5 separate regions of the Mus musculus genome follow, and all the other regions are linked to region 1. A link is a contact called in public HiCAR-type and promoter capture Hi-C data. All regions are on one chromosome and are shown on one strand. The core of a region is the stretch at or near the end of the contact, and the rest is flanking DNA. Distances in the headings are between cores, read along the strand shown. Region 1 holds the start of Lpl (lipoprotein lipase). Region 2 holds the start of Psd3 (pleckstrin and Sec7 domain containing 3). Region 3 overlaps Gm15991 (a long non-coding RNA gene). Region 4 has its middle 120 kb from the start of Psd3. Region 5 holds the start of 1700125H03Rik (RIKEN cDNA 1700125H03 gene).

What was found. Promoter capture Hi-C pulls out the DNA fragments that hold promoters and counts their contacts. HiCAR-type assays count read pairs that join an accessible place to other places.
Region 2: a HiCAR-type map of astrocytes shows a contact between it and region 1, with 3 times the contacts expected there. The contact joins the promoter of Psd3 here to the promoter of Lpl in region 1. A contact is called at or near these places in 14 of 39 promoter capture datasets (the 3T3-L1 cell line, 3T3-L1-derived adipocytes, the HPC-7 cell line and 9 more), 3 of 15 datasets of contacts at CTCF or cohesin (the NIH/3T3 cell line and stem cell-derived epiblast-like cells) and 2 of 115 datasets of contacts at active chromatin or transcription factors (astrocytes and forebrain).
Region 3: a contact with region 1 is called in a promoter capture Hi-C map of embryonic stem cells, with 4 times the contacts expected there. The contact joins the enhancer-like site here to the promoter of Lpl in region 1. A contact is called at or near these places in 14 of 39 promoter capture datasets (the 3T3-L1 cell line, 3T3-L1-derived adipocytes, the HPC-7 cell line and 8 more), 2 of 15 datasets of contacts at CTCF or cohesin (the NIH/3T3 cell line and stem cell-derived epiblast-like cells), 2 of 484 Hi-C or Micro-C datasets (the G1E-ER4 cell line and cortical neurons) and 1 of 115 datasets of contacts at active chromatin or transcription factors (large pre-B cells).
Region 4: a contact with region 1 is called in a promoter capture Hi-C map of 3T3-L1-derived adipocytes, with 4 times the contacts expected there. The contact joins the enhancer-like site here to the promoter of Lpl in region 1. A contact is called at or near these places in 7 of 39 promoter capture datasets (the 3T3-L1 cell line, 3T3-L1-derived adipocytes, embryonic stem cells and 3 more).
Region 5: a promoter capture Hi-C map of pre-B cells shows a contact between it and region 1, with 4 times the contacts expected there. The contact joins the promoter of 1700125H03Rik here to the promoter of Lpl in region 1. A contact is called at or near these places in 9 of 39 promoter capture datasets (the 3T3-L1 cell line, 3T3-L1-derived adipocytes, embryonic stem cells and 4 more) and 1 of 484 Hi-C or Micro-C datasets (palatal mesenchyme).

The regions. Positions count from the first base shown.
Region 1 is chr8:68,877,594-68,883,525 of GRCm38.p6, forward strand. Lpl (lipoprotein lipase) reads left to right here and starts at 2,962. Exons shown (of 10, transcript NM_008509.2): 1 at 2,962-3,247. The coding sequence starts at 3,160.
Region 2 is chr8:67,971,586-67,977,517 of GRCm38.p6, forward strand. Psd3 (pleckstrin and Sec7 domain containing 3) reads right to left here and starts at 2,989. Exons shown (of 16, transcript NM_177698.4): 1 at 2,548-2,989. The coding sequence starts at 2,578. Gm15991 (a long non-coding RNA gene) reads left to right here. Exons shown (of 7, transcript XR_003947558.1): 3 at 989-1,198.
Region 3 is chr8:67,994,544-68,000,475 of GRCm38.p6, forward strand. All of the region lies in intron 4 of Gm15991 (a long non-coding RNA gene), which reads left to right. It also overlaps a transcript of Psd3 not described here. Among named protein-coding and RNA genes, the nearest start is that of Psd3, 23 kb to the left of the region's middle. Within about 2 kb of position 2,713, at least 52 of the 459 cell types and tissues checked have an H3K27ac peak or open chromatin away from gene starts, as enhancers often do. A contact at or near this core is called in liver, where this site is marked.
Region 4 is chr8:68,089,215-68,095,146 of GRCm38.p6, forward strand. It overlaps a transcript of Psd3 not described here. Among named protein-coding and RNA genes, the nearest start is that of Psd3, 120 kb to the left of the region's middle. Within about 2 kb of position 3,682, at least 26 of the 459 cell types and tissues checked have an H3K27ac peak or open chromatin away from gene starts, as enhancers often do. A contact at or near this core is called in 3T3-L1-derived adipocytes and liver, where this site is marked.
Region 5 is chr8:68,364,798-68,370,729 of GRCm38.p6, forward strand. It overlaps 1700125H03Rik (RIKEN cDNA 1700125H03 gene), which reads left to right and starts at 3,662. Exons shown (of 4, transcript NR_038181.1): 1 at 3,662-3,737; 2 at 4,440-4,548. The region is part of intron 8 of Csgalnact1 (chondroitin sulfate N-acetylgalactosaminyltransferase 1); the gene reads right to left.

The sequences.
Region 1 (5,932 bases), core at 1,712-4,211:
GGTGATTTTGGGGTATTTAATCTTTGGGGAATTTTGTCTTTTCCCATCTGTAATATGGGAGAATTTTTCAGCTCTGTTACAGCTAAAATCACTAAATGCATGAGAGGATGAAGATTGCTCAATGGGCAAATGGCAAGCAGTCAATCAAACCTATGACGGACAGGCAGAAGGACAGACAGAATTTCCTTACTCTTTGGTTTTGGAACACCCCCCCCCCCTCCACACACACACACACACACACACACACACACACACACACACACACACACTTCCCACAAGGTACTAAGGTGCATATTTTACATATCAAAACAGACCTGGCCTCCAGGTTCTCCCAGCATCCCTCAGTCTCTACTTGACATACCCTGCCCCCACCCCTGAACATTCCAGTCCAGGGACTAGGCTGCCCTTCCCCCAGAGGCTCTTCCCTATATAATCCAGACATATTGTGTGCCCCTCTCCCTTTATCTCTCTCTCCTTCCCTTTCTCCCTCTCTCTCTCCCTCTTTCCGTCTCCCCTTTTTCTCTTTCACCTCCCCTCCTCCACCTCTCCATGGCGACTCCCCTGGCCTCAATCCTTTGGGCCTGTGAACTCACCTAAGAGCAACTTCCCAATAAATCTTCCTTGAGCACAATCTAATCTGGCTTGAACTGGCTCATTTCAGTGGTGGAGAAGTGACCTATCACTTAACATCAGGAAAGTAGGAAAGTGAGTGTTTCGTAAGCGATACATATTTGGTTTTGTACTTAAATCGATTTTAACTATAGCAGATACCAAAGTGCCCTACCCTAAGGGTACTTTTTTTTTTAACATTTGAAAATGCTCAGATTGTTCAAACATAACCTTTTTTTTTTTTTTTTTTTTGTCTATTACAAAGAAAAAGTCAATTTCAGAAAAAGCCAAGCCTCAAGCTATGCATGGCCAAATAACCTTGTGGAAGTCTGGGCATCAGACTTGTCAGAAGCTCACAGGAGCCTGACCTGGAGCTCATGTGAGCGTCTGCGGGGAGAACTGGGGCACCTGACTAAGGCCAGCACAACCAATCATGAACAAGTGTGGCTGCCACACCTACCTGCCCACCACTTGTCCCCTGGAGAGAGGCCAGCGTGTCTGAATTCCGTGTTAGTTCTTCTTGGAAATCTGTGCACCGTACTGGTCATGCAAAGTGACAATATAGGCCAGTATAAGTCAGGTTCACATATTATAGAAGCAGCTTCAACAAACCATAGATAAGTATTTATCTCTGGACTCTTGAGTGCTTTCTGTGATCAGTTAACTGGAGAGGCATTTTTAAAATGCATTGTGTTAGATGCCCCTTTGCCCCTTTATTAATCTCATAAAATCTTGAAGTTCTCTGAAAGTTCCAGGTAGCAGTGCAGGTCGGTTTGGAGTCTGATCAAATGACTTTTAAGCTTGAAATTCGGCTGTGTGGCTATTCTAGATAAAACACAAAGCATTTCTACACTTCTGTTTTTATGTCTTTTATGCCACTGCCATGTTTTAAAATTAGAGCTTCCTATATACTTCTTTCAGAGGTTGGCCATATTCTAGTTATGTGCCCTGGAGTATCTCTGCCATTTCCAAAGTTGTTCAGTGGGGTTTCGCTCTTGCCAACTTTCAAGATCCACCACATGCGTTGGAGCCAGTAATGAACGTGGATGATGCATTGCTTAGCGATTGCAGTGCAAGATGAGATGGCGAGACATCTGGCTGGAATTCATCTACACAACAGCATGTTTGGCTTTTATCTGATAGTTGTGAGAAATTTAAAAAGCGGGCTTATATTAAAGTATATAGTTTTTGATCCCCTTAACCTCCAAGGGTGTGTGTGTGTGTGTGTAGAGAGAGAGGGAACCATCCTAAAAATATTGAGATCAGTAAAGAGAACTAATTTTTTGAGGTGGTTTCTCAGCATTAAGGTGGGGAATTTAATGTTTATTGGTTTTTTTTTCTAGCTAATCAGCACCCTTTTCATTTAAAAAGATACTTGCAGATGAGCACAGTATATGATGTGCTTTTATTTTTCTTGCTTTTCTACAAACATGTGCTAGTCCACTTTGCAAAAGCTCAGTATTCACCCTTGCAAAGTACAATTTAATATCAACGCATCAACATAGCTGAACAATGATAAGCATAATGGAATTTGGAATATTTCTATCATGCTCCTCACCCTGCCCCCACACTCCTAGCACCCCATATCCCCTCGCCCTGGAACATCACTAATCTATGGACTGTCTTTGTAGGTTTGGAATGGTCATTTGGCATGGCCTCTCCCACTGAAAATCCAGGATAGCTTAAAATGTTTGACCATGACTTTCTGCCTCTGAAAATAGATGTTATTCTTGAGTTTCTTGCTGAATTAAAGGATCGAGTACAATTTACATAAGGCAAAAATTAGAAACTAGTTAAAGCAAGTGGGTCTTTTCTTCTACTACAGAAGGAGACCCATATTGCCAAGATACAAAGCAGACCGTGCAGGCACCATGCGCTGAGCAATATGTGTCCTAAGGTCCCTTTGGCGCGTGGGGACCTGTGGGTGGGTGGGGGAGGGTGTGCGTTTGAAAGGATCTCTCAAGTTTAACAAAGATTTATCAAAAGGTTGTATGTGTGTGAGTGTGAAAGTGTTAGGTACACGCTGTTTAAGAGCAAAACTTCTTCCCCTTAGAAAACGGATCGTAGACTACTCAACATAAATCAGTGTAAACCCCTCCTCTCTGCCTCTATAGGGGTCCCTAGGGACCAGATTCCTCCCGGTAGGCAAACTGGAGTCTAAACAACAAGCAAGCTTTCCTTCCTGCCCTTTCCCCTTCTTCTCGCTGGCACCGTTGAGCCTCGTTACCGTTTGCTCAAATATTTGGAAGTGCATTTAGAGTCCTCCCCCCAACTTATGATTTTATAGCCAATAGGTGATGAGTCTTATTTGCATATTTCCAGTCACTTAAACAGCTGTGCAGTGGAAACAGTGTCAGACTCTCGATTTCTCCTCCTACTCCTCCTCCGAGGAATTCTGCCCCTTGTAACTGTTCTGCCCTCCCCTTTAAAGGTTGACTTGCCCTACGGCGCTCCACCGCGCTCCAGTCCTCTTGCGCCTCCTGCTCAACCCGCTCCTGACTGCCCCACGCCGCGTAGTTCCAGCAGCAAAGCAGAAGGGTGCACCGGGAGATGGAGAGCAAAGCCCTGCTCCTGGTGGTCCTGGGAGTTTGGCTCCAGAGTTTGACCGCCTTCCGAGGAGGGGTGGCCGCAGCAGACGGTACGTTTTTCGCGCCAACTCCCCCTACCCCCACCTGCAGACCCGGACAGGACCACTTTTTCTCCATCTGAAGATGGGAGGGAGAAAGTTGGAAGTACGTGCATGCACTGGGACTCCCAGGCGCAGTAAATTCCCGGGAAGGGTGGCTGGAATGGAATCCAGGAGGAGAAGGGAGAGACTCTGCCTCCCATCACGCTACGGCGACTCTGGGTTCCCGCTTTTTTTTCCTTTCTCCTGAGTTCCCACTCGGTCTCCTGCTCTCTCCCGCCGACTGCCATCGCAGGGAACGGCTGGGGCGTGGGGTGTGGAGCCTAGGATGGGGAGACGCAGAGGCCGAGCAAAGCTGTAGTGACCGGTGGTGACCTCCCTATAGGGAATAGGGGTGCTGAATGCAAGGCACGCGGGCCAAAGTGACCCTAACTTTGCTGGGACTGCGGGTCAGACCCCTCTAGAAGCGGGAAGAGTGAATCGAGGGTGCAGGTGGGAGGACGCGTTGTGTGCATTCCAACTGTACAGGGCGCTGTCGCTCTCGGCGGGGGGTTGTGAGCTACAGTGAAAGTGGGAGTGCGCGGTGGCGCCCGGGAACGCGTGGCGCAGAGTCCTGGAAGCTGGCGTCCTGCAAGCGTTCCTGTGCTCGGCTTAGCTCAGTACTCAAGAAAGCCCAGAAATGAACCTACCCTCCAGAAAACGAGGTTCAGCCACCAGCCGACTGGAGCCTGTGGCTTGGAGGTTGCCAGTTCAGCTCTGTGTCCTTTCCTTGCTGTCCCAGGAGAGGCTCGCCCTAAGGGAGGCGCTCAGCTAGCTGAGAGCACATGGGATTCTCTAGAGCCTAAGGGAGATCGCTTTCAACACTAGGTGAAAAAAAAAAAAAAAGCGGCCACCTCCACGGCTCTGCCTGCTCTCTGCCTAGAGAAGACTAGGGTCAGTAGCAAGTTGCTTTATGGCCTTGAAGTCGAGACCTGCCCACAATTGAGAAGCCTTGTAACTTGAACCTTGATTGAGCTAACAGAACACAGACTCAAAATGTGACTGAACTCAGTCGTAAAAGAAGGCTGGGGTTTCCTTGTGTTGCTGCTGGTGGAATCGCCACGAGGGTGGTGTCCCCTGGAGGTGCTCTAAGGTGGCACATCCGCAGCCTAATTCCAGTCTTAGTGGAGTCTATGACTGCAGCTAAAAGCTTGCCTTTATTTCTGCGTATAGTTGTAAATGTCTTGTTATCAAAGGAAAGAGAATCCATCATGGCAGAACTGCACGAAAGAAACGAATCCTGGGTGTTTTGAGGATACTGGAGATTCTGCCTCTCCGGTGGCAGGTTTGCAACTCTGGTTAAGAAAATAGGAGCAAACTTTCGATTCACATTTCAGAAAGTATACCATAGTAGAACACGACTTTTACCGTAAACTCCCATAGAAAAGGTCGCCTACATTTTTAGGTTTTGCTAAAGGTTCCTTTAGAAGCTCTGGACCCAGCTTCTCAGTTACTTAGTGTCACCCTTCTGGGGTTAGCTGCATGAGCTCTAACATTAGGAAAGTTGGCAAGACTCACAGTGCCCTGGGGCTCCTCCCTTATACTTGATTTAAAGGGACACCTAAGTAACTACATAATAATTTTGGATTTTAGCCATCACCTGATTTTCCTATCAATAAAATGTATTTGGTGAATATTATTCCTAATCAGATGTGAAATGACTTCCTCTTATCATCTTTCTGTCCTCTCAGGGTAGCCCTTTACAGTGAGCTTCTTTAACCACAGCAGGCCTAGCCCTTTGTCCCACAAATGAGTTTGCCTAGGGGTAAAAATGTGGGTGAGAAAGGCACAGCTTGGAGCGATCCCAGCTCCCCTCTGGGCTCCCAGTTTCCGTGTTCACTCTTTATTTTTTTTTTTTTCCACGAATAGTGTGCGAGTTTGAGAGGCATTGCCCTGTGCTTCTTCCTGGAGCCCCTGCAGCCTCTCCTGGTCCCAGGCAGGAAAGCAGAGAGCTAAAAGAGAGCATAGAGGGTCCTGCTCTGCCAAGTCCCGTTCCTTCAGCCACAGTGCTCACTTGAGGTTAATATCTGAGTTAAATAACTGGGAGATGACAAGGGAGTGACTGATTAATAGCGGCATTGAAAGGTGTGGGGAGACAAGTGGGGGAAGAGTCGCAGTGGAAAGACGTTCAGTGCCTTTGACAGACTGTATTTTTAGCACAGCCTCCCTTTCCTGCTGCGCTGTAGAGGAGACTTTATACTCCTTGACTGACTGACTGTTTCTGTTCTGTCAGATTGTCCAGTCAAGTCGATGAAAACATTTCAGGGGGTCTTGTCCCCTTTTCCTCTGACCATAGCCTGTTTCCACATTATCATCACCAAGGCTGCACTGTGTTGTGTGTGTGGCTCATCTGAGGAAACCGTATTGTGATGGTGACTGAGTTCTTCTGAGTCTTCAGACACTTGGTGCCCCTCCTCTGATGGCATTCATCTGTCTTTAGTGTCACTTCCGTGCTGCTACTTTTCTGACAGCACTACAGTCCCCTCTATCTAACCCCACCCTCTCTATGGTGATCTGACTAAGCCTGATTTCATCCCTGTGACTATTACCCATATCAGGATAAATTTTTCTTTGTTATACACTATATTCAAGCTGTCTTTTTGGAAACATAGGAATAAAGATTACACAGCAAAAGGAACATATTATCTTCTAATTTGC
Region 2 (5,932 bases), core at 1,739-4,238, 910 kb before region 1:
GGTTTTTCAGTATATAAAAACCAGTAAATTTTCCATAATTTCCCATTCAGGTTCTTGGCTACATTCCTTGTTAATAGAAAATACTCATGGGCACACTCAGTGAGCCTGCACTAAGAATTTATAATCTGTTTTCCGAGACTAACGCGAATCATCACGTTCTCAACCCTTTATAAACCACCGTAAACTTCTGCCCCTCCTTCTCACATGTGAGGTTTCAAACTGTAGTAATGTGTAAGGAAAACTACACCTTCTTGAATTACTTCAACAGTGGGAGTTTCACAGAAACCATCGAAAGGCAACCCACTCTGACTTGTGCTGAAGCAAGGATGGAAATGGAGTGCCGATTCTGACCACTCAGCCTGTAACTTTACTAATGAACAGCCGTGGCAAAGACGCCTCATTTACAAATAGAAAAATTAACCCTTGCAGAATTAAAGACCTCAACTGAGTTTTGTCTATAAGTAACTATAATTCTGAACTATGAAAAACAGTGACCAATAACCTCGCCAGAAACAGAGCAGAGCTTACATTCTCAAAGCAATGGAAAGGGGCTCATTAAAACAAAGCAGGGGATAATCTAATCCACTTACTAGACAATAGAAGATGTATTTGGTATGATAAAAATATCAGAAAGTGAGTGTAAATAATGCAGACCTGCCAAGCGAGTAATGTACTTCTTTAAACTTTGGGACGCACTCTCCACCCTGATAAAAGTCACATTTGGGAGAAGACTATGATATATACTGAATGATGCTCACTATTTTCTGGAGTCTGCTAGCTCTCTAAATGCATGCATATTCAAGGTTTTATGTGCTTCAAAGGCCGGAAAGACCTGCCAAGCATTATCCAAGCTTTTAGCATGTGCATACAAATGCAGAAGGTTCCATTAACTGGACATTCTCCCCCTGGTGATTAACAGTTACAGCTGTGCTTACCACAGTCTAAATCCCACAGGCTAATGATTCTGAACCCAATTGTTCTCATTCAGCCCCTCTCCCTACAGGAGCGACAGTAGTTTACCATGTCTGTCAATGTCGGCGGAAGCTTTAAAAACTACAGAGCAGCACACGAACAGCGTTCAGGTCAGAGGATGGGATAAGAAGCAAGCCATTAATTGTAGAGCAAAGTCTCTGCAACAGCACAGAGAGAAGAAAGCTTGCAGCAGGAGCCCATCTGAGAGCAACTACTTCTCATAATTGTAAGTCCCTGCAGATGTCTTCCTTTAGCCTTACCTCTTCTCTCTCCTCTATTTTATCCATTCTGTCCACTTTCTACACTTCCTCCTGTTTACACATCCACACCTCTAATATCCACTTTTAAGTTTCCTCTACACTGACTCTAGTTTATATTAAGGTTTTTTTAAAGAGAATAATGGTTCACACTGAACCCTTTGCAGCTCCACAATATCATTTGAGCAGCCATCTTTTGCTAAGGTTAACACACATGTGGTAATATTAGAATAAATTTTTCTTGCACATTTTTGTTAAATCATTTAACAGTGAAGAAATTTAAAGTGATGTTCAAAACACTGTATAGTTCTTTTAAAACTGTGAGTGCCAATTGCCAAGCAGCTAGAGTGATTGGCCGTGATAGCCAACGACAGCTGTGGGCAAGGCAGGGTGAGGTTAGAGAAGCAGCCTCACTGAGCTGGGGCTAAGCCTCAGCTGATCCACACTGGCACTCCCATCAGAGTCTAAAGTCAGGTTTCGTCCTGCAGACTGACACGAACAATTCCAAGCACATCAACATTGACCGGTCAACAGAACGTTGAAACTTGGTTTCTCTAGAGAGAGAAATAAATCTTAAAATACTATAAAATGTTTTTGACAGATAGGAAAGACACACTGAGAAATAAGAAGACAGTTGCTATAAACTTCCTGGAAAGGCTGTGATGACTTCAGCGTCAACTCCAATGAGAATATCCTGAAGTCACCCCCACCCCCTCCAGGCTACTTCAGTTCCTGGCTGTGCTTCGGACAAAAGCAGCTTGGGTTCTTTAAGAGAAACTCCTCCCCATCCCATCCAACACTAAACTAAGGAATAGCCTGTTTCCTTCTTTCTGCCTAAATCATGCAGCACAGAAAGGGTGCTTGTTTCTATAGGATGATAGAATGCCCTGTTCCTGGGAAACCTGCTTGGGGACGGGGAATGAAAGGAAGTAAAATTATAGGTAAGCATGATACTCTACTCTCCACTTACATTTTTTTTTAAAAATTAGAACATTCAGCATCAGACACTAAAACAAATATTAAAAGCTAAAGCCAAGTGAGGTACTGGGCAAAGGCGTTCAGAGGCCCCCGTTGCATCTTTCCGTTTTCTGGGCAATTAAAGAGTGCTTGGCAGGGATGCCCCAGAATGAATGCAGTCTGCTCTTTTCTATGGCAGGATTCAGCAGAACTTGGGCTAGCCCCCAGAAGTCTCCTACTGGGATGGCCGAAAGACAACACAAGCAGTCAATAATACAGACGGAAAATGTCACAGCAGCATTGCACAAGAGATAGATAATATATATTTGCCTGCATAGACCTACAAATAGAGGTTACTCACAGAGATTACTGTAGCTCCAGCAGTTACCCATTGATCATAGAAAATGCCCAGTTCATCAGTTTAACGCTTGAGAAAAGTTAACGAGAAAAGAAGCAAGCTAATGCAAAATGTGCTGTTCTAGTCAACTGGAAGCAAATTAGTTTCAAATTTCCTGGAGGCCCCTCTTGCCCTGCACTGCACACGGTGATGTAAATGGAAGCACTTTGAGCACTTGGAACCAGAGCTGAGCCGAGCCCAGGAACTGCCGCCTCAGCCCCTCACAAAGGCAGAGCAGCCCGCTCTCCTGCTGTGCTCAGCCTCGGTCGCTCTCTACCTTGGTAGCTTACCGAAGACAGCCACTGTGGGGCTTTTCTATAATTGTCAAAACTACTTCCAAGGAGATAACTGAGATGTCGGGAGTTAGCTTTAATGTAACCATTCCCCCAGTGCAGCAGCAGGAAGCCGGCAGAGGCTCTGAGAGGATCGTACCATCCTGGGTGACATCAGAGGTGGGGCTGTCATCCTAGTATTATGCAGCATTTTCTCTGATGCTGGAATGACACACATGAACCGAGATGGGCCGGTTCCCTTTAAAAGCATTTAATTCTCACGCTGTTCCGACGGAAGAGGCAAATGCAAAAACACTGCCCAAAAGCTGCTTCCATGTCAATCCAGAGCTGACAGTCTTTATCTCACTTGTAAGTGCTGCTGCCACACAGTCATTTTACTAATGATTACATTACTGTTCCTGTGACAAATTAATATTTCACAGTAATTGATAGTAATTGGAAACGTCCCATGAAAAGATTCAAAGATGTTGTGATCCAGTTTTAAAAGCAATGGGATAAACTTTCACATCACCTACAGTACTTTGGATGCATGCAATACTTTTCAAGCAATCTCAGTAAAAGCACTCCTTTTGTAAATAATAATATAAAATTAATACATAGTTAGTAACATAACACTGACTCTTGGACTTGATATAAATATTAAAAATAAATCTTGGGTGGAGAGTGTCCATTTGTGCTACAGCGCCTACCTAACCCTGAGTTTGATTCCCCAACACTGGAAAAAATAAAAAGTAAGTAACTCATCTTCAGTATCATTAATATTGCAATCAGCATGAGAAACACAGACACTTCAAAAAACTTTCCTATTTCATACACTCAGTAACCAGCAACCAAGAGCCAGAAAATGTGCTCACTTTAATTTATAAAAAATATTAATTTATAAATTTTATTTTAATTTATAAAAAATGAATGGCCACTTTTATAAATAATATAATTAGGTTAGAAAATGTGTAGTAATATGCTAGACACTGCACTAAGAAGTTTCATTTTGTGAATCCTTCTATCCCCCAGAAGTCTCTACAATAGCTACTATTATGAACCCATTTTATTGATGAGACTACTAAAATACAAAAGAGGTGTGAGTCTTGTCAGATCAGATGAGTAAAAGAGGCACCACTGGAAGGGACTCAAACTCAGACACTACGGCTCGAAAGCTCAGCCTCTGTACCACCAAGCTACACTTCCCACAAGTCTGCATGCCAAGAAAGAATTCTGAAAGAAATGTTCAGGGTTTGAAACTACAACAAACCAAGTAGGCCCATCTCTCAAGAAGACCAATTCATACGCAGGGGACAAAGATCAGATGGTGTATCTAGGGACAGCAGACTTGGTGACAGAAATGAAGCTGAGAAGTCCAGCTTGACAGCTGGCAGCTTGTCTTACTTGGGGAAAGGCTTAAAATCTCCCAGCTTTAGTTTATTAACCTCCAAGCTGTGGATGTTTAGCTTCTTGATTAGTAAACGCTGTGGTGAAGGCACAGGATCCGGACTTGTAATCTAGACTCCGTTACCTTCCAATTGTGTCACTTTAAGGTTATTTAACGTTTCTAGTCAGCTTCTTCATTCAAAACCACACAAATAATAATAGGGTTACACTAAGGATTAAATAAACTACAAATACAAATAAACCACTCAGATAGTAAATAATGATAAAAGCTCAAAAGTAATTATTGTAACTCTTATTATCAACAACTACCATTGCTTGGTGTAGAGACAGGGTCTCAAATACCCCAGGATGGCCATAACTGCTGATCTTCCTGCCTCAGTCTTCTGAATGCTGAGTTTATAGGCATATGCCACCAGCTTATTTTAAACTAAGCTGCCCGGTTCTTCTTTTTCCAAAACTCTAAGCAAAGCTGCTAGGATTGGGCAGAGGGATGAGTAGAAAGGAAGAGAGGACAATTTCTGTTGGCTTCATCCACATGTTAACCAATCCACAAATCACGGGTTTCCAAAAGATGCAATCTAATATTGATGGCAGCCTTCCGAGAGTCCTTACGATGGAAAGCATAGGACAGACACCCTTGGCTCTCTGCTTTCTTAAGCATGGGCTGCAGAAGAGGAGTCAGGAATGAAACAGCCTGAATGGTAAGCATTCCAAACAGCTGGGGAGACAAAATAAGAACCCTATACCCCACGAAGACTCTCACAACCCTAGTAACTTCTGTAATAAAGAGAAAAACCTCTTGAGTTCTTTCGCCTCAGTTTCAGTCACTGGTTACGTCCCAGTACCTTCCTTCTGTTAGAAATCTCCCAGGATCCATCTTTTCTGAAGCAACTACAGAACAGATGAAAATGTAGCTCTGAGAACTTTAGGTCCTTCTTGTACGACTGCTACTGCATTTGACTTTATAAAGTCAACAGAGCACAGCTCGTCTGCACTTGCCTCGTTTCCTCTCCTGGTTCTACTATCAGAGTCTAACCTTGTTCTACACCTCAGATGTCTGCTCTAGCAGGTTTACAGGTACTTTTGAATTTACTAATGATTGGCAGACTTCCTTTATCCTACAACATAATCTCTTTAGATCCAGTCTTCCCACTCAATAGAAGAGTGAGGTAGACTGAAGCTAAGGAAAGAGGTCTGGTGCGGACACCTAAGGCCATCAATGTGGAACCATAATTATGGCTAGTGGTATCAATGTTGAGACTTACTGTAATGCCATTTCATGATTATAAAGACAGTTTCACAGAATATCTGTCAGTTTTCATCTTAAACCAACTTTATGAGAAAAGTGCATCACTTTTCCCCAGTTACTGTTTTAATTATACTGAGAAACTAACAGTAAAATTTTATTCCAAGCCTGGTATAGTTCCAGAACTCAGGAGACTAGGAGAACATTATTAATTTGAGGGCAGTATAGGAAACATTGTGAGTTCAGGAGAAACTTCATCTATGTAACAAGATTTTGTCTCAAAAAGAAAAAAAAAATCAGTGAATACAAAGGACTATAAAAATGAGACACAACGGCTTACCCAAATCATTTCATCAAAGTAATGAGGCAAAGGCACCTGAGATAATTAAACACAATGAGGATATAAATATAACTGTCGCTATAG
Region 3 (5,932 bases), core at 1,463-3,962, 880 kb before region 1:
AAACCATGCTTAAAAACAATGAAAAATGGATATGCATGAACATTTCTCCAACGACAGCAAACAGAAAGGTAGCAGGCGCATTAAAGGATGCAAAACATCACTAATGGCATAGAAGTCCAAAGGAAATGGGTAAACTAAGACTTCAGTTCCAGGGGCAAAGTAATGAAGCACTCACACTCGCTTACGCACACACAGAGAAACACACACAGACACACACATATATAGAGACACATAGACACACACATATCCAAGAATGAGACAGCGATCCAAGCACTACACCTAAGCAGAATTAAGTCTAAGTCTACAGACAACAGTTGTGTAATGACCTAGAAAAAATTTAACACAATTCAATTATCGGAAGGTTAGGATAAGAAGCACACCTTCCAGAGGAAAATAGATTCCTCCTACAAATAACATAGTAAGGATATATTTAGATAAATAAATAAATTAATTAATTAACGAAAAAGGAAACGTGACGATCAATCAGTCTAAGAAAATGCAGTGCTCGTGTGCAGCCTACCTTCGTGGCCAGCAGAGGTCGCACACATAGGCTCTACATCTCTTCTGCCTCAGGTGCAGCAGCTACAGACACTTCGGTCTGGCAACTCTTAAGTGCAACAGCCACATTCATCTATTTAGAGTCAGCCTGAATTAAAAGTTCAAAAGCCTTTGCTATTATTAAAATATAGAATATAAACACCAAAAGTCTGGAAAGAGTAAAGACAGATTCCAGAGGCTCCTGTCGGAGCGCTGGAGAAGAAGCCAAGATATCCTCATATCCTCATTTCCATGACAATGTCATGAGCCAACCACTCAGTTACCTTGAGAAGAAAGTTTTACATAATAATACCTAAGATGCAAGCAAGAGAACACACATACATACACACACACACACACACACACACACACACACACACTCATCATATAAATTTGCTTTAGATAGACTATAATAAGCCAACTTTTTCATTTTACATAGGGAATTTGTAAGCAGTAACTATGAGGCAACTGCCAGCAATGTTTATAATAGCAAACCTACATGCAAGAAGAAAAACCAAATGAAGAAGGGATGAACCTTGGCTGAAGGTGTAGAGAAAGTACTCGCAGCATGTGCAAGATCATGGCTAAAGAGCTGTGTTAGCAGTGGAGCCCTGGAAGATGGTGAGGAGAAGAGCTGACCCTCCCAATTTCTTTTGCCCTGTATAATTTACTCAAGACAATATTTCTTACACATACATACACATTGTTTTAGACCTAAAAGCCTAAAATTCACATTATACTTAAGATAACATATATACTATTTTAAAATAGAAAATAAGTATCTATATCTAGCAGACTAAAAGTGAATCAGCCCATTTTCCTAATCAAATTTGGCAATAAGAATATAAACCAGAGCTGGGCGGTGGTGGCACACGCCTTTAATCCCAGCACTCGGGAGGCAGAGGCAGGCGGATTTCTGAGTTCGAGGCCAGCCTGGTCTACAAAGTGAGTTCCAGGACAGCCAGAGCTATACAGAGAAACCCTGTCTCAAAAAACAAAACAAAAACAAAAACAAACAAACAAACAAAAACTATATATATATATAACCAGAACAATCTTTCTGCTAGGCAGTTCGATAAATGGAGACTTTCATTTAGTTAAGGTATAAAACTATCCTATTACATATGGTAGAACATGCCTGGAATCCCAAAACTCAGGAAGATGAGGCAGGAGAACAGTAAGTTAGAGGCAATCCTAGGGTGTATAATAAAATTTGCTCCCTGACCCTTATAAAAAAAAATCTGGTCAATAAATAAATACAGAAATAGACAACAAAAAACTACCACAGAGATCTGTACCAATGCACTCTTCAGTTAATTGAACACTGAGCAAATGAACACAACACTCCTATCTGGAACAAGAAAATAGACATGATATGAGAGGTGACTGCTTGGGATTCAGGATGTGCTCTCTCTCTGTGTCTCTGTCTCTCTGTCTCTCTGTGTCTCTCTCTGTGTCTCTGCCTCTGTGTCTCTGTCTCTCTCTGTCTCTCTCTGTGTCTCTCTATCTCTGTGTCTCTGTCTCTGTCTCTGTGTTTCTGTCTGTGTGTGTCTCTCTCTGTCTCTTCTCTTCTCTCTCTCTCTCTCTCTCTCTCTCTCTCTCTCTCTCTCTCTCTCACTTCCCTGTGGTAGCACTTGGTAGGCAGGGGCAACGGTAGGTAGATCATGAAGTAAAATCAGGCTCTAGTTGAGAAACCAAACACAAACCTGCCTCAGTTCCATTGCTCTTGCTGTGAGGAAAAAAAAAACACACACACACACACACTGACAAAAACCAGCCTGCCTTTCAGTTAATTCCAGATTATAGTGCATGACTGCAGGAGAGCCAAGGCAGGCACTGGAAGCAGCTGGTTATGTCCACATGCAAGAGAACACAGAAACTGTGCAAGCATGTTTCCTGCTCAGCTTCCTTTTTCTGTTCATGCGGATCAAAGTCCAACCCTACCTAGGGCAGCCCACATTCAGGATGAGCCGTCTTTCCACCTCAGTTGATTCATAGAAGAATCCCTCACAGGCACGCCCAGACCTAGACCATCCCTCACGGAGCTTCTCTCAGCAAATGTGTGGACTGAACAACCACACTAACTAGAATACTAGTACCCCACCCACTGTTTCAGTACTGAACAACCAAGCTAACTAGAATACCAGTACCCCACCCACTGTTTCAGTTCCAGTTCACCATCTGTAACTGAGCTCACAGACGCTCGCAGATTGTTTCCTGGCCATGTGCACATCTTCCCCATAGGTTCCTGCTGCATCACGTGGTTGACCCCAGTTTATGTTTACAGAAAACCATTCTGGAGTTTCAGAATATTCAGTTGCTCTCACTCTTTAGGTCTTGATATCTGCATTATAAATGCTGACTATCCTTCCCCATAGAGGTTCCTTGCTTTATGTAAATGATACTAATTGTGAGCTTGTCATTTTAGGGATTTATTTGTTAATGTAGAGCTTTATCTGTCATTCACTGCAAAAAAAAAAAGAAATTTTTTGCATTAAATTCTACAGCACTTTGTGACATTTCCTTATGTCATTTCCTAGACATTGCACAAACTAACAGTAGTGCCCTATCCCTACTTGGGCTTCAATTCCACAAGAAATCAATTTTGCCCTACCCTCAGAACTCTGGGAAAACTGGTATGTCAAGCCACTAGCTTCTAGGTAATGCACAACTTTTCTACTCAAAATTTCCATGCCCAGTGTCGAGTTTCGCAAAAACTCCATGCTCGATTCTTGTGCTGCTGCTGTGGGGCACCTGAATTATTCTCATCGGAGCAAGATCACCCTTTCCTGGACCTGATGATGGAGTCCAGCTTTCCTCTGACTCTGAATCCTCTGTCCAACACGGGGAACTTCCTCTCATTCTCTTCTGTCTACTCAAGGTCTGTTGTTTCTCATGTTCTGTCTCAGCCCCCAATGTACCATGCTGAAGGAATAATCCGAATACAGTCCATTCTTTAGAGGACATCACATTAACAGGAACCACTATATACTTCTTTAAGTTTAGATACTCCATACCATGAACTCAACTCTATAGCCCTAGGAGAATTACCAATTTGGGTACAATTACCATAAATGTTAAATGTTGACATCAAGAGAAATAAGGTGATGGACCAAGAACATTAAAAATATCATTTAATCCTTTAACAAGACTTAGTAGAAAACAGATCTTCAATTTATCAATATAATTTTTCTAAAATATTTCTAAAATTCTATTACTTCTATATGTATTTATATTTATAGCACTACACTTTAAACTATATGATTCAAAAGAATTATAAAACATTAGACTTGAGCTAGTACAGTCTTAAGATTGTAAAATTACACATTTCTCTTGCCCTTTCCACTTTATCCTTTGGCTCTACAGTTTAAAGTTTCATTCACGTTCTCACATGACTTAACAATAATGATCTGAAAAAGAAGAAAGAAAAAACTCAAAGCATGCCTCTGGCCCAGTGACTTATGTATGATTCTCCCTTTTCAAGTGCTTTGTTTTGTAGTTTTCAAGGACAAATCTCAAAGGACTAAGGAAGAGACTGCAGCATATACTATATACTGAATCAAAGACAATTACTGTTAAGGCAGAAATGACAAGTTTTGGAAAGTACCACACAGTCATCTACCATTACCTATCATTCATTTCAGTCTTCTGTTGTTACTTTTAAAAAGCATGAACTCTAAGTGTGCTTGGTTTCCCAAACAGCAAAACAAAAGGGCAGGTCACAAACTTCCTGAAAAAGTGGGTATAAACCTGAATTTCTCTTTAGTAAATATCGAGGAATAGAATGACCAGGTGGTACAAAGGGTGTCTCACTTAACTGCTTTTTAAATATTTCACACAGCTGTGGGTAAGAAGCCCAGCAGATGCACATTCTTGCCAATAGCTCTATTCGCTATTGACAGAGAGTATTATACACTGTTTACATAATGTGATGGTTTATATATGCTCAGCCCAGGGAGTGGCACTATTAGAAGGTGTGGCCCTGTTGGAGTAGGTGTGTCACTGTGGGTGTGGGCTATAAGACCCCTCATCCTAGCTGCCTGGAAGTCAGCCTTCCACTAGCAGCCTTCAGATGGAAATATAGAACTCTCAGCTCCTCCTGCGTCATGCCTGCCTGGACACTGCCATGCTCCCGCCTTGATGATAATGAACTGAATCTCTGAACCTGTAAGCCAGCCCCAATTAAATGTTGTCCTTATGAGAGCTGCCTTGGTCATGGTGTCTGTTCACAGCAGTAAAACCCTAACTAAGACACATAATTAAGTAAAAATTGTGCTTCATCAGAGTAAAAAAAAAAAGCAGAAACCCACAAGATGGCATCTAAAATTCAGAGCAATGGAAGACTTCCAAACTGTGTTAAGGTGATTATAAATGTAGAAAACCATAAAAAGACTACAGGAGTTAAGTACATACACATGCACTAACTTCTTGGAAATCTTTAAATGCTGTTACACAAACCCAACTAACACGCCAATCTGAAACAGAGAATTGCTTGTTCTGTTTTCAACCAAATGCCAACCACATTAGGTCAAACCCCTTATCCAGTAAAACAAGGGCTAAGTAACAATACAGGTAGAAGGAGTGACGATTATCATTCCACTGTACAGTTGGAGGTCAGAGGCACAGACATGAGGACCCGCTATCATCCTTATTAATGCAACAAACAGAATCAGAAGCACTTGCATGATTCTGAGGTGTTTGCATATCACAAAATAATTGAGACATGCCACTGAAATCACTTTCTACGACAAGAAAGTGGAAATTGGATAATGTACACAGTGCCACAAGGTTGTGAGTTACAAACCCTGGACTCAAACTCAGAAAGTCTAACTCCAAAGCACAAGTTCTCACCTCTTCCTGTCTCCCAAAAGACACCTCCACCACCACTTTTCTGTAGACTCGGATAAGTGCTCTGAAACTCTTAAGACTGTGTATCTCACACTCTCTCTAAGGAAAGTGTATTCAGAAATGTGCTGCTCCCATGCACTGAAAGGCCAAGCTTTGGGGTCAGGAAATTGTAACTGAAAGGAAATTATTTCAGATGCCACCCCTTGAGAATGGGGATAACAGAGGCAATTTATGGGATTTCCCTGAGGATCAAATAAGATACAATATTCAAAGTGCATAGTATAGTATTGGAATGCTAAGGAAGTCAGTCGGTAGGATTACTGATACAGGTACTAATATTAGTTCTATTTGTTCTAAGCTGTTTGGAAGACTGTTGCTTCTAATTATAGAATGTGACAGTAATTTTCAAGTGAGAGCTCTCTTAAGATTACATTGTCTAAAAAAATTTGTGGAATTGACTCTCCATAACATATGATGGTAGCCAAAAATAAAGTATAGTTATACAGAATGATGGTAAATGTGGAAAATAAAATCTTAACAACAAGTA
Region 4 (5,932 bases), core at 2,432-4,931, 790 kb before region 1:
CAGCTACAATGTACTTACATATAATAAATAAATAAATAAATCTTAAAAAAATTCTCTGAGAAATTAGATTAACATTCTTTATATCTTCTCTCACCCATTTCACTATTGCTTTCTCCTGGGAGAAAATATCTGAACATACATGTATTTTTTTCTATGCAGATAAGTGTGTGTGTCTGTGGGGGTGGGGTGGGGGTGTGTGTGGTGCGTGCACACACACTTATCTGCCTATGATATTTATTCATTTTGAAAGATGTGGTTCATGTTTTTTCAGTTAATCTGCAAAATATTATTTATGAATAAGTACATATCTTCTCATCCTTTTCTATTGATGAACATTCTTTCCAATTACCTGTTTTATAAACACTATATTAAAAATTCTATAGAAGTATATGCAAATGTGATATTTTCTTAAGGGCACAGACCTGAAAGTTGATTGGTACCATTAACATACTAAAGGCATTTTAAGCCTAATCATTTATTCTATAAAGATAGGAGTTTGTTTTGTCTATCACAGTATCTTAATTCATGGGCCACTGCTGGAAGAAAGGTCTCTCAATATTATTTGTTGAACAACTGAATAAACAAAACTTGATTTCTGATCATCTCAACCAGAAGAAGACTCCATTGGTTTGCTTCTCTCTGGCCCATTAACTCTCTGCTACTCTGATCTTAGCCCAGGTTTGACTATGAGAACGATACACAATGCTGAAGGCCAGGACTATGGAAATCCCATCCGTGAAAGGCTCCAAGAACTTTTCCCTCTGCTGATTCTCATAGATAAGCACTTTGGAAGCTACATGCTCAACTCTTGAGCCACATGAGTGAGGAACCCTGGTCGTTGAGTCACAGAGATAGCATCCTCCCACTTCTTGAAAATAACCATTTTGTACTGTACAGGAATTTTCAAGCAACCTTTTATGCTAAGCCACGGAGAATTAGGGGCTTGTCTGCTACCCAATTCAAGGATAAAGGCTACTTTGTTACTGATTGTCTCCTTGGTGTTTGATAATTTGTGGTTGAATAATAGGTGTTAAAGAAAAGAAGACAAAGGGAACAGGAAGGAAGAAAGTGGAGAAATGACACTCACAGAGCTCTGAAAACATCTTGCCATGGATCTAATGTCTTTGAGCAAATTGTCTCCATTTTGCTCCCTGCATCTCCCCTACCCTGTGTATGTTAACATTTAATAAGAAATCTTCACTTTCATATCTATGAAGGATAGCTCAGGGGATTTTTAGTATTGGTAAGCTTACTTTTAATAATTAATTTATTTTACAGAATGGGACAAAACAATTCTCAAATAGAATCATACCAATGACTTTGACCCTTAATGACATCATCACGTTTGGTCCTGTTATAGAAACCCGTAATTCTGGACTTGCCCATATATATAATATAGTTTTAGATGTTATATTACTATAACATATATAATAATACATATATAACATATAACATATATAATGTATAGGTTATATATAGCTATATATCAGAAAAATTTTGTAGTAGAAACTCTGGCATACAGCATCTCCTCTTCTTTCATGTTTATGTTGTTTGTACCTGTAAGTAGAGACTGCACTATGTCTAGCTCTGCTGGGCGTGAGTGAAGCAGATAACTGTTATTTCTTGACAGAGGTAGTAAAACGCTTCTCCATGTGCCTCTAGATTGATTGTTCTCTACTTTACTTGATTTGCATGAAGAGGTCATAGCTTTTTTGATATGTTAATCTACTAAGACTCAAAGCGTGATAAATAACTGAGGAATAGCTTAGACTTCTCTGACTGAAGAGCTGCACATCTGTAGCGAGACCCATCTACTGCCTACACGCCCTGAAGGCTTTTCCACTTACTGATGTCACTGGCCTGGGGTTAAAAAGATTAATCTATGTTTTTCAGTCACAAGTTATGAGAAAAGTTCACAAGGTGTAGAAAGGGCAAGTGTAGAAAGGGCACTGACAATGCCAAGTTACAAAACTTAGACCAGGACTTTGAAATCCCAGAGGCAATGGAATCCAGACCTCATTCTGTGACCTGTGGCCACAGAGATTTAATCTTCACAGTGCTTCCTTTTCCTGTATTCAAATTACACTCAGATTAACTAGAAAACTGGTCTACCAAACAAAGGCCCACACAGGACTCAGGGTAATTCAGCATTTAGCTGTGCTGATCTGTAGGAAAACACAGCCTCCAAGTTATCTGCTTGTAACCATGTTACTACACGCCATATTAAGAATACATTGTTCTGTAATGTCATCCTCATTATCTTGAAAACCTGTACATTTTGGTTTGAGGTCTTTGATGGCTGTGCCCTTTGTTGCTATTTGTTGAGTAGTTAGCCTCATTTAAAAGGAATCATTTTCAACAATGTCTTAGGATAACTCCCTTCCCTTATATCGTTTATTCAACCATAGGTAGTTGAAAAACAACGACTCAATATAAACACATAAAACTCAGGAACTCCAAAGGCAACCTGTCACAGTCTCTAGAGAATCCGTTGTGTCCCATCTTTCCAAATGATCCCCACTCTTCTATGTCTTTTACATCTTCTATATCCACTGAGTCAGCCTGAATCTGGACACCCAAATATCTGGAGTCAATCTAGAATGTTTCTAGAAACTGTGTCCCTTAGTGGGAGAGAAGTCACAAATTTGGCCTGTCACATAATTACAAGGTAAAGAATAGAAAATTCCATATGGGGATTTAAAATTTTCTTTCTTGATTTGTTCCTTCACCCAGTTTTGATTCTGTAGTGTGTTGTTCAGCTTTGATAAGTTTTTGTACCCTCTGTCATCTCTATTGTTATTGATACCATCTTTATTTCTTGGTGGTTAGATTGAATGCATGATATGATTTCAATTTTTCTATATTGAGCCTTGTTTTGTGTTCTCATATGTAATCTATTTAGGAGAAAGTCCCCTGGTCTACTGACACATAGGCATGTTCTTTAGTGTTTGGATAGATTATTCTATGGATATCTATTAAATCTATTCAATTTACGATGTCATTTAAAAAAAAATTCCATATGGGCAGTGTAATGAGAATGGAGAAACGTAGGGGTAAACCAAGTTATGTCTAAATTTGTTTTCCAGACTCAGCAGGCAGTGAGCACCTCATTCAGGTTCCAGAGTATATTTTGTGTTTGTACCACTTTCTCATTATCAGACTATCTCCTTCACTTGCTGATTCTGGCCGTGTCTGGTTTCTATATTCTGATGCTAAATAGACGCTGATAATCCCTGTGGTCAAAATATGCCTGAATAATCCTTATTATCCTCTTCCTTAATTACTTGGCTTCAAAATAATTGAACAAAGATAAAAATAAAAGCTAAAACAAACAAACAAACAAACAAAATCAAGGGATTAACTGGACAAAGCTCTGCACAACAAGATTAAGTAGAAGCTAAATGTGCCTTGGCCATGACCTTGGCTTGTACATAGGAAAATAGGATATCCCAGATGGCTGGGACATTTCATCCTGGTATGGAGGGCCCGCCTGCCTCGGAACCCTTTTCTCTAGAGTGTTCTGAAGACCTCCCACTGCTGCCTGATCTTACTCCCTTATAAAACTGTCTCTTGGATCGTCTCTGGACTCTGCAGCTCCAACGCTCACCTCTGTTCCTACTGGCATGGGAAGTGTGACAGACTTGTTTCACTTCCTTTAAACACCCTTCGACCTACTGCTTCATTTCTCTACTATGAACCACGGCCAGCTTTTTCACAGTCTCCACACTGTCCCATCTGAACAGCACTAGATACAACTCATCTTTCAAAAACAAACACACAGGCAAGCAAACAAACACTGCAGTGACTCTGGTAACATTCTGTTTCTCATACAGGACTCAGGATTATTGGGTCTCAGGTAGTGCACGTATCCAGAAATGTACTCAAACTAGACTACAGAAGAATTTCTAGTGGTTAGATTAAAAACAGCATTCCAGCCGGGCGTGGTGGTACACGACTTTAATCCCAGCACTTGGGAGACAGAGGCAGGCGGATTTCTGAGTTCGAGGCCAGCCTGGTCTACAGAGTGAGTTCCAGGCTACACAGAAAAACCCTGTCTCGAAAAAACAAAAAAACAAAAACAAAAAACAGCATTCCTCAGAAGTGTGTAAAATAGGTTTTTACCTCACCCTGAAAGGAGCTTTTTCTCTTGCCTCTGGTAGAAAGGACATATATGGGTTTCCATGGACATGTGTGCCTACTAGCATATCCCTCAGTCTCCACTCACAAGTGCCTATCATACATTTCAAACGCCCCATGGAATTGCCCTGGCCCTTCTGCTGCTTCTGCACCAAAACTCCCAGGCTGCTCAACCTCACAGGCCTCTCTCTCCATAGCTACTCATCCTCCTTATAATCTACATATTTTTCCCATCATTTTTCTCTCAAATAGGCATATGCATGTCCAGTCTGTTTCTCTTTCTCTTTTGAGATACTGTCTCTTTGGAAATGTCAGATAACTCTAGATATTTTCTCTCTCTCTTATTCACAATAAAACCCTTCCTCCTAATGGAGTGACTATTTTAATGGTTTCTTTTCTCCAACCTCTCACATATAAGCACTGATATTCAGTCAGCTGGTCTCTACCAGTTGTTATAATATAGTCATGCATTGCTCAGCCATGGGGATACATTCTGAGAAATGCGTTACTAGGTGATTCCTCCATTGTGAGACTATTATAGATGTGTCACTTGACATGGCCTCTTGATACAATCACAAGTTATATGAGGTTGTTGCTAGTATTATATGATAAAATATTTTATAATAAAGTTTTCTGTATAAGTGCAAGGAATACTATTTAAAGTAATAACAGTACACTGGCAAGGTGATAGCAATAATCTATCATTATCAAGTATTAGGTACCATGTTAATGGTATGTGATAAACATTTAATCAGTACAGTAAGTGCATTTAGTTTACAGCAGCCTGATTATGAACACATAGCAATGTACTGGACTAAATAACTGCTGTGGCGAAGTTATCACCCAGTACATGGCTAGACTGTAGTACCTCATGCTACATCAACAGCTACTATTTCAAGCCACCATTATCCTAGCCTTCTTACTGTCCTGGTTTCTCCTCCAACTCTGCTAAATATTTGTCAACCACCAAGTGGAAGGAATAATATCTGATTTACTCATTTATAGGAGAGGTGCACTGGCATGTGCCCTGATTGGCCAATGTCTGTGCCCAATCCTTGTAAGCTTAGATTTCTCTGTTGCCTGTATTCTAGATGTCTTATGGGCCATGTGTTTTATCCTGAACTTGTCCACTAGTCCTTCTATACTCTCTTCTTGAGAAATGTTTTAGGAATTTAAATATTTTCAATATGCTAGTAATTTCCAAGTTTTAATCTCTATGCTAATTTTATTCCAGAGCTCAAGACTCCATAGCCCCAGTCTTATTGATTGGCACAACATTTTTGAAGCCTCAAATGATGCTGGACATCATGGGTAATAATAGTATATGTATTATTTGCTTTGCACATATACAACTACAGTAAACTTTGAATAGTAAGCTGACAATAAGAACAACAATCAACACAGCAGAACAATGGCAAAAATACACCATAATAAAAGTTGTTTAAAATGTATTAATTGCTTACTTTCTAGAATTTTCCATTTGAGACTTTGGCCTGTGGTTGATTATTGTTAACTTGAACTACAAAAAGTAAAACTGAGGATAAGGAGTGGGGGAGGTGTCTATTTTAAAAATTAATATCCCTTAACGTCTTGGATATTTTATAGATACCTCAAACCTTACACATCCTCATTGATCTCTTAAATAAACCTTTGTTCCATTGCAACATCAGCTTGTCTCTGTGTAGCCTTTCCCACAGCCCAGTGCTTTCGTCTTCACTAAATTCACATTCCAGGGTCCATGTTCTCTCAGTTCTGTCTCCAGAATACGTTTTACTCTACTCTCTTGTCTACCCTT
Region 5 (5,932 bases), core at 2,412-4,911, 510 kb before region 1:
CACATGGAGTGGTGTGATAGGAACATACCTATTTATGCCCCAGGGACTGCATTATAAAAACAGTTACTTAGTTGGTTTGAAAGCTGGTAAGCCACAGAAAGTCACACTGGGAAGAAGTGCTGAAATATAGGCTTTTGTGGAAATGACATGGTTGCGCCACAGCGTGTAATTTCAGGGCAAGATGGATTTCACTTATTAGAAGGTCTACCACCACAGCTGGACCAAGTTACTGACTGGACCAAGTCACTGACTGGACCAAGTTACTGACTGGAATGCTACCCTTGGGGAGCAGCCTGGCAGAAAAAAAACTCTAGAGTTCCCTTCTGATGGGATGGCATCATATTATTGCTGAAGACTCTACAAAAGGCACAGAGGGCTTCCATTCCACTACCTAGGCCTGCCTGCTTCCTCCTCCTCCTCTTCCTCCTCTTCCTCCTCCTCTTCCTCCTCTTCCTCCTCCTCGTCTCATCCTCTTCAACCCTCTACATCAGTGGTTCTCAACCTTCCTAATTTTTCAACCCTTTAATACAGTTCTTCATGTTGTATTGACTCCCAATCATAAGATTATTTTTATTGCTACTTCACAACTGCAATTTTACTACTGTTGTGAATCATCATGTAAATATCTGTGCTTTCTGATGGCTTTAGGTGACCCTGTGAAAATGTTTCTCAACTCCAAAAGGTTGACAACCTACAAGTTGAGAATTGCTGTTCTACACAGTCTTGTTTCTTGACTCCCCCAAACTCCCCAAACTCCCCAAACTCCCCAACTCCCCAGGCTCACAGGCATCCAAGATATCCCTACAGGCTCTGCTTGGTCACCTGTCCCTTGCTCACCATTGCTCAGAGCGGTCACCCTGACTCTCTGGGCCAATGCCAATACAATTGCTAGTACCCATTTTCTCTCTATACTGCGACCCTGGCTTAACATCTCTGTAATATGAGCAGTTCTCTGAAATGTGAAATGAGCTCATGGATATATTTGTTTCTCAGTTTGTTGCCTTCACCTACCACCCTTAGAGAATAGCAGTAAGGAACTTAGTCCCCTGTGTCTCCAGCACCTAGAACACTACTGGCCACACAGCTGTGCAATTAATAAATACTTCTTCAGTGAAAGGAGAAGGAGCACTTCTAAGGTAACCATGACTCCTGGCTTCAAGTGGAAATAAAAATGGCTTCTAGTGAGAGACACTTGATAGCAAGTATCTCATCAAAAGCATAGCTGGTCCACTGGTGACAATTGTTAAGACTGGACAGATCTAGACCAATAGACAAAAGTGTCCTCACCTTCTTGAGACCTAAGGCATAAAGTCTGACTTAAAACACATTGACTCAGGCGTAAAGAATTCTACCTATCTGCCCAACAGTCAAAATATATACTCCAATGTTCCTACTACTGGAATGACTTACAAGTTTCCCATCTTTTTCTCTTGCTCTGAATTTCATTGGTCAATCTACAGGAGCCACTGTCACTTTAAGGATGTCCTTTGTAGCTAGCCTCCTGTCCACTCTTTCTCCAGCAGCTTCCTACCCCACAGAAGTTCACAAAAGACTGTGGGCCCAATTATACCATAAAAGGGATGTATTTCAGGTTGGGTCTTCCCCATCAAGTTTCCAGAATCACAGCTTTGTGGGCAAGTCATGTGACAGGGGTAATTATTTCTTATTATGATCAAAGCACAAAACACTAATGAGCAACTCCCTCTAGAGCTGTGGGAACACGGTTGCCCTACACCTGCACAGGTAGCCTGGAGCACAGGCAGTCGCCTGTCTGATTTAATAGTGTTAGGTTGGACAGAAGCCTATGAAACGATCTGGATCTTGAAATCAAGTAGGTTAAAAAAAGACTTCAGGCAGAGTATTCTATCTAAATCGAAGAGCATGTTCCAAGAACCAAAGCTAGATCTGACCAGCCTCCTACATCCTAGAAATTGCTGGGAGCTGGGCATGCTTACAGGCACATGTCCCAGAAGCTTACACAGGGTGCTGGGCTTGGTGTAGCTGTCTTTAAATTCTGAACATTTTGGAACAAGGGTTCGCATTTTGGGTTTGTTCTGAGATGTTTTACTGATATTTCACGTCCTGCACATGAATATGAAAGTCCTTGAATTGTAGCAATTTCTAGGTAGCACCATGCATTGTGCACTCTTTATTATCTGGAAACTGAAGGGCCAGTGAGCGCACTGCAGAGGGTTCCGGAAGCAAAGGCTGTGTGTCCTCTTCTTGAGACCTCTTTAAACTCAGGCAGAACGATTTCCTTGAGTTCATTCAATCTGTCATAGCAGAGCTAGGGGCTGGGATTCTGTTGAGTAGTTTTGTGTAATTTTTTAAGAAATAATGTATTTCTGGAGCCATAGAGTCTCCAGAATTAATTTAATAGTAGACTCAAATCTCATCTCCTCCCAGATCTTCACAGAGCCTTATTTCATTGGTTTCTGGATAAAGGATGGTTTTGTTTTCTAAGGGTTTCAGGCTGGACATGGATTCTCCAGGTTTCTCCTGTCTGGGGTCTAGACTCATGGTCCTCCTCGAAGCACACTGAAGCCAAAGAATACATTTCCTTCAGCGCATCATTCTCAGTCAAGCTTAGCCTCACGGTGTAGCACCTAGATCTCTCCCTCTCCCATGCAGCAGCTGCAAGAGTCTGAGACACGGTGGATTTATACCCTCTGAGCTCAGACTCGCGGATGTGTGAATTGAGATGCTGATGTCACTTGCCCATGTTGAGAATTATGGAAGATTACATGGTCACAGTGAGAGATTCTCAGATGGCATCTGGTAACATTACTGTTGCTATTTAGTAAGTGTAGGCTTTCTGAGTAAACAAAACCAGTCTGCAAGGGTACACTGCATATACCATGCTCAGTGGGCTATGCTAAAAACTGAAGCATAGGTCAGTGCTTAATATAGTCAATAATTTACCCCCACCCCCTAAAAAAAATCTCAACTAACTAAGGAGCTGAGAACTGGCTTCTTGATAAAGTGACTGCTCCACAAATACAAAGTCTTAAGTTTGGACCCCTGGAACTCATATATAAAGCTAGGTATAGTGACATGTGTGCCTAAACCTACTGCTCACTGTCTGCCCAGGCTAGTTAGATCAGTGAGCTAAATATTCAGCAAGAGAGGGTGGAGAAAGAGGAGGAGGAGGAGAAGAAAGAGGAGAAGGAAGAGAAAAAGAAAAAAGAAGGAGGGAGAGGAGGACACAGAGAGGAAAGGAGGGAGGAAGGAAAGAAAGGAGGAGGAAGGGAGAGACAGAGGGAGAAAGAGAAACAGAGACACAGAGAGAGACAGAGACAGTCAGTCAGACAGACAGACAGACAGAGAGAAGCATAAGGTGGGAGGAAGAAGCAGGGCCTAATAAAGAATAGGAACCGCATAAGAGAGGATGACAAGAGGAAAAATATGACTTAAAACATTAATACATGTATGAACTGCAAACCAATGAAATTAGGGGGGGACAATAATCAATGAAGACACTTGATACCCACCTCTGGGTTCACACACAAACTATTTTGGGAGGTAAAGAGGTGCAGGTGTATTCACAGGGGGGATGAGGAGGACAAAGGAGCAGCACAGCCCATAATCACTGAACAGAGTCACAAAGACAGAGGCTTAAGTGGGAGGGGCTACTGCACAGCAGGCAGAGAGTCTAAACCCCGGAAGGTAGTGACCTGGGGGAACAAGGACAGCATTCAGAGACCACGAGCAGGTGTGCTACACAACAGCAGGCTAACGTGAGTATTCTGGAGTTGGTGCCATCTGCCAGGTGGTGGGGTTGATAGAAGACAATTAGTCCCAACAAGAAATCAGAGTCTGCAGCCCTGTGCTTGAGCCAGCCCATGCTGGCTCCCCAGATTTGTACACATCTCTTCACAGCTGTATGCCCTGTGGTAACACATTGGTTAGCCGGGAAAAAAAAAGGCTACAGTGGGATTATTTACACCGTGGAAATTGGCAAATACCATCACCAGGGCATTTCCCCCCCTTCTTTCCAAGAGTGGGTTGCCAAACATTTGCTAGCATGCCACTGGCTTTATGCCATAAATGCTTTTTTAAAAGAGAAGTGGAGTTAGCTTGTTTATTCAAAACCAGCCTCTGGCAAGGAAAGGGTAAGGACAGACCGGAGTGTGGGGAGGGTCGGAATCTAAAGATAGAAGAAGTAGGAGGCTTCTGTGGGGACCTAAGCCAGAGCTGACAGGCAGAGCCGGCAAGGTGGAATGTTTAAAGAGAACACTCATTTAAATGACAGTCATCCCTTACTGAGCACGATGTTTCTGCATTAAAGCACCAGCAAGTTTCATCTCATGGCTTAAAATTCAAAACATTAAATATTAGTATGAAATCCCACAGTGTCACTTATTACTAACGACTCGTATGCAGAAGTTTAAAAAGAAAGTCATCTGTACACACACAAAAATCCTTGCTTTCATCTGCAGGCAAAACAGAAAATGACAGGGCTGATAACGGTGAAAACTCTTAACTGCAACATTGAGCAGGAGGTTTTGTTTGCGGGCTGTTGGGAAAGGTTCTCTCTTGTTTGCATAGGTAAGTAACTTTTATTACAGCCCCATTCTGAACATTCATTGCCTGTCTCATCCGAGGTACTGATGTGTTCCAGGGGAGGCTATCAAGGATTTGCGAATATCCACAGTCTCTTTCTAGACTGAGTCAAAATGCAACCTCAGGAGGAAATCTCTCCTAATTTATCCACCTCCAGCCATTACTTTTTATTTTATGGTGTCTTGCTACCTACACATTCTGTCTCTGGTATACTAATTTCTGTAGTTTGATGTTTGCCCCTAGAATTCTCCTTAGGCCATTTCTTTTATGCATCAGATCTCTAGGGGGTGCTCAGCAGCTCTAGTCCCCTGCTCAAGAGGAAGGATATAATGGTGGGCGCTGAGCTCTGTCACTCAAAGACCTTTCCATCTTAGTTTTGGGGACGTGTGTGTGTGTGTGTGTGTGTGTGTGTGTGTGTGTGTGTATGCTGGTGTCTATCTGTGCTTGTACAGTTGCCTGTGGGTGTTCATCCATGCTTGTGTAGAGGTCAGAAGTTAACTTTGGGTATCTTCTTTTATCACTCTTGACCTGATTTTTTTTTCACACATTCTCCAAAGAACCTAGAGCCGGCAATTTGAGATAGCCTGTCTAGCTAGTGACTGCCTCACATCTGTTGGGATCTTCCTGTCCCTATCAGATCCCCAGTGTCAGAGCTTCAGGCATGTGGCACTCACCTGTCTGAGGTGGGGTGGGGACCTGAATACAGGTCCTCATCTTTCACAGCAAGCACTTCATCCCCTGAGCCATCTCCCTATCCTCTGCCTATGCACCATGGACCAGTCGTTCTGCCTCCATAAAGGATGGTTGAGAGATTTCTCATCAATCAGGTCTGAGTATGTGAAACAATAACAGTTCTTCTGACTCCTGCATTAGGGTATGAACCAGACCTTTATAGGCAGCAAGTGATACAGTTTCTCTTGGGACTGTAGAGGTGGCTCACTCGTGAAGAGGTTTTGCTGCTCCTCCAGAGGACCTGAGTTTTGTTCCAAGGACCTGCATCAGATATAACTCCAGCTTCAAGAGATCTTTTACCCTTCTGAACTTACACACATAAGTACAAATAAAATTTTAGAAAATGACTTGTTTAATGAAGGACATAATCACACATTTCTCTGGGGAATGGGAAGTCTTCAAATTGCATTTCACCGAACTAGATAATTTTAAACACTGACCTCCAAATCAGCAGCTTTATGAACTGGGGGAGAACTCAATGATGCCTTCAGAAATAAATGTCAAAATGTAGGTTGACTCAGGGCTGCTAGCTGTGGCCGTGGGGATCTGAGTTATTTCTGCCTGGACTGCCTGTTCGGTGGGTCTGACAATTCTGCTTCTACACTGTCTGTCTTTCTGCCTTCTATCCCACCTGCTC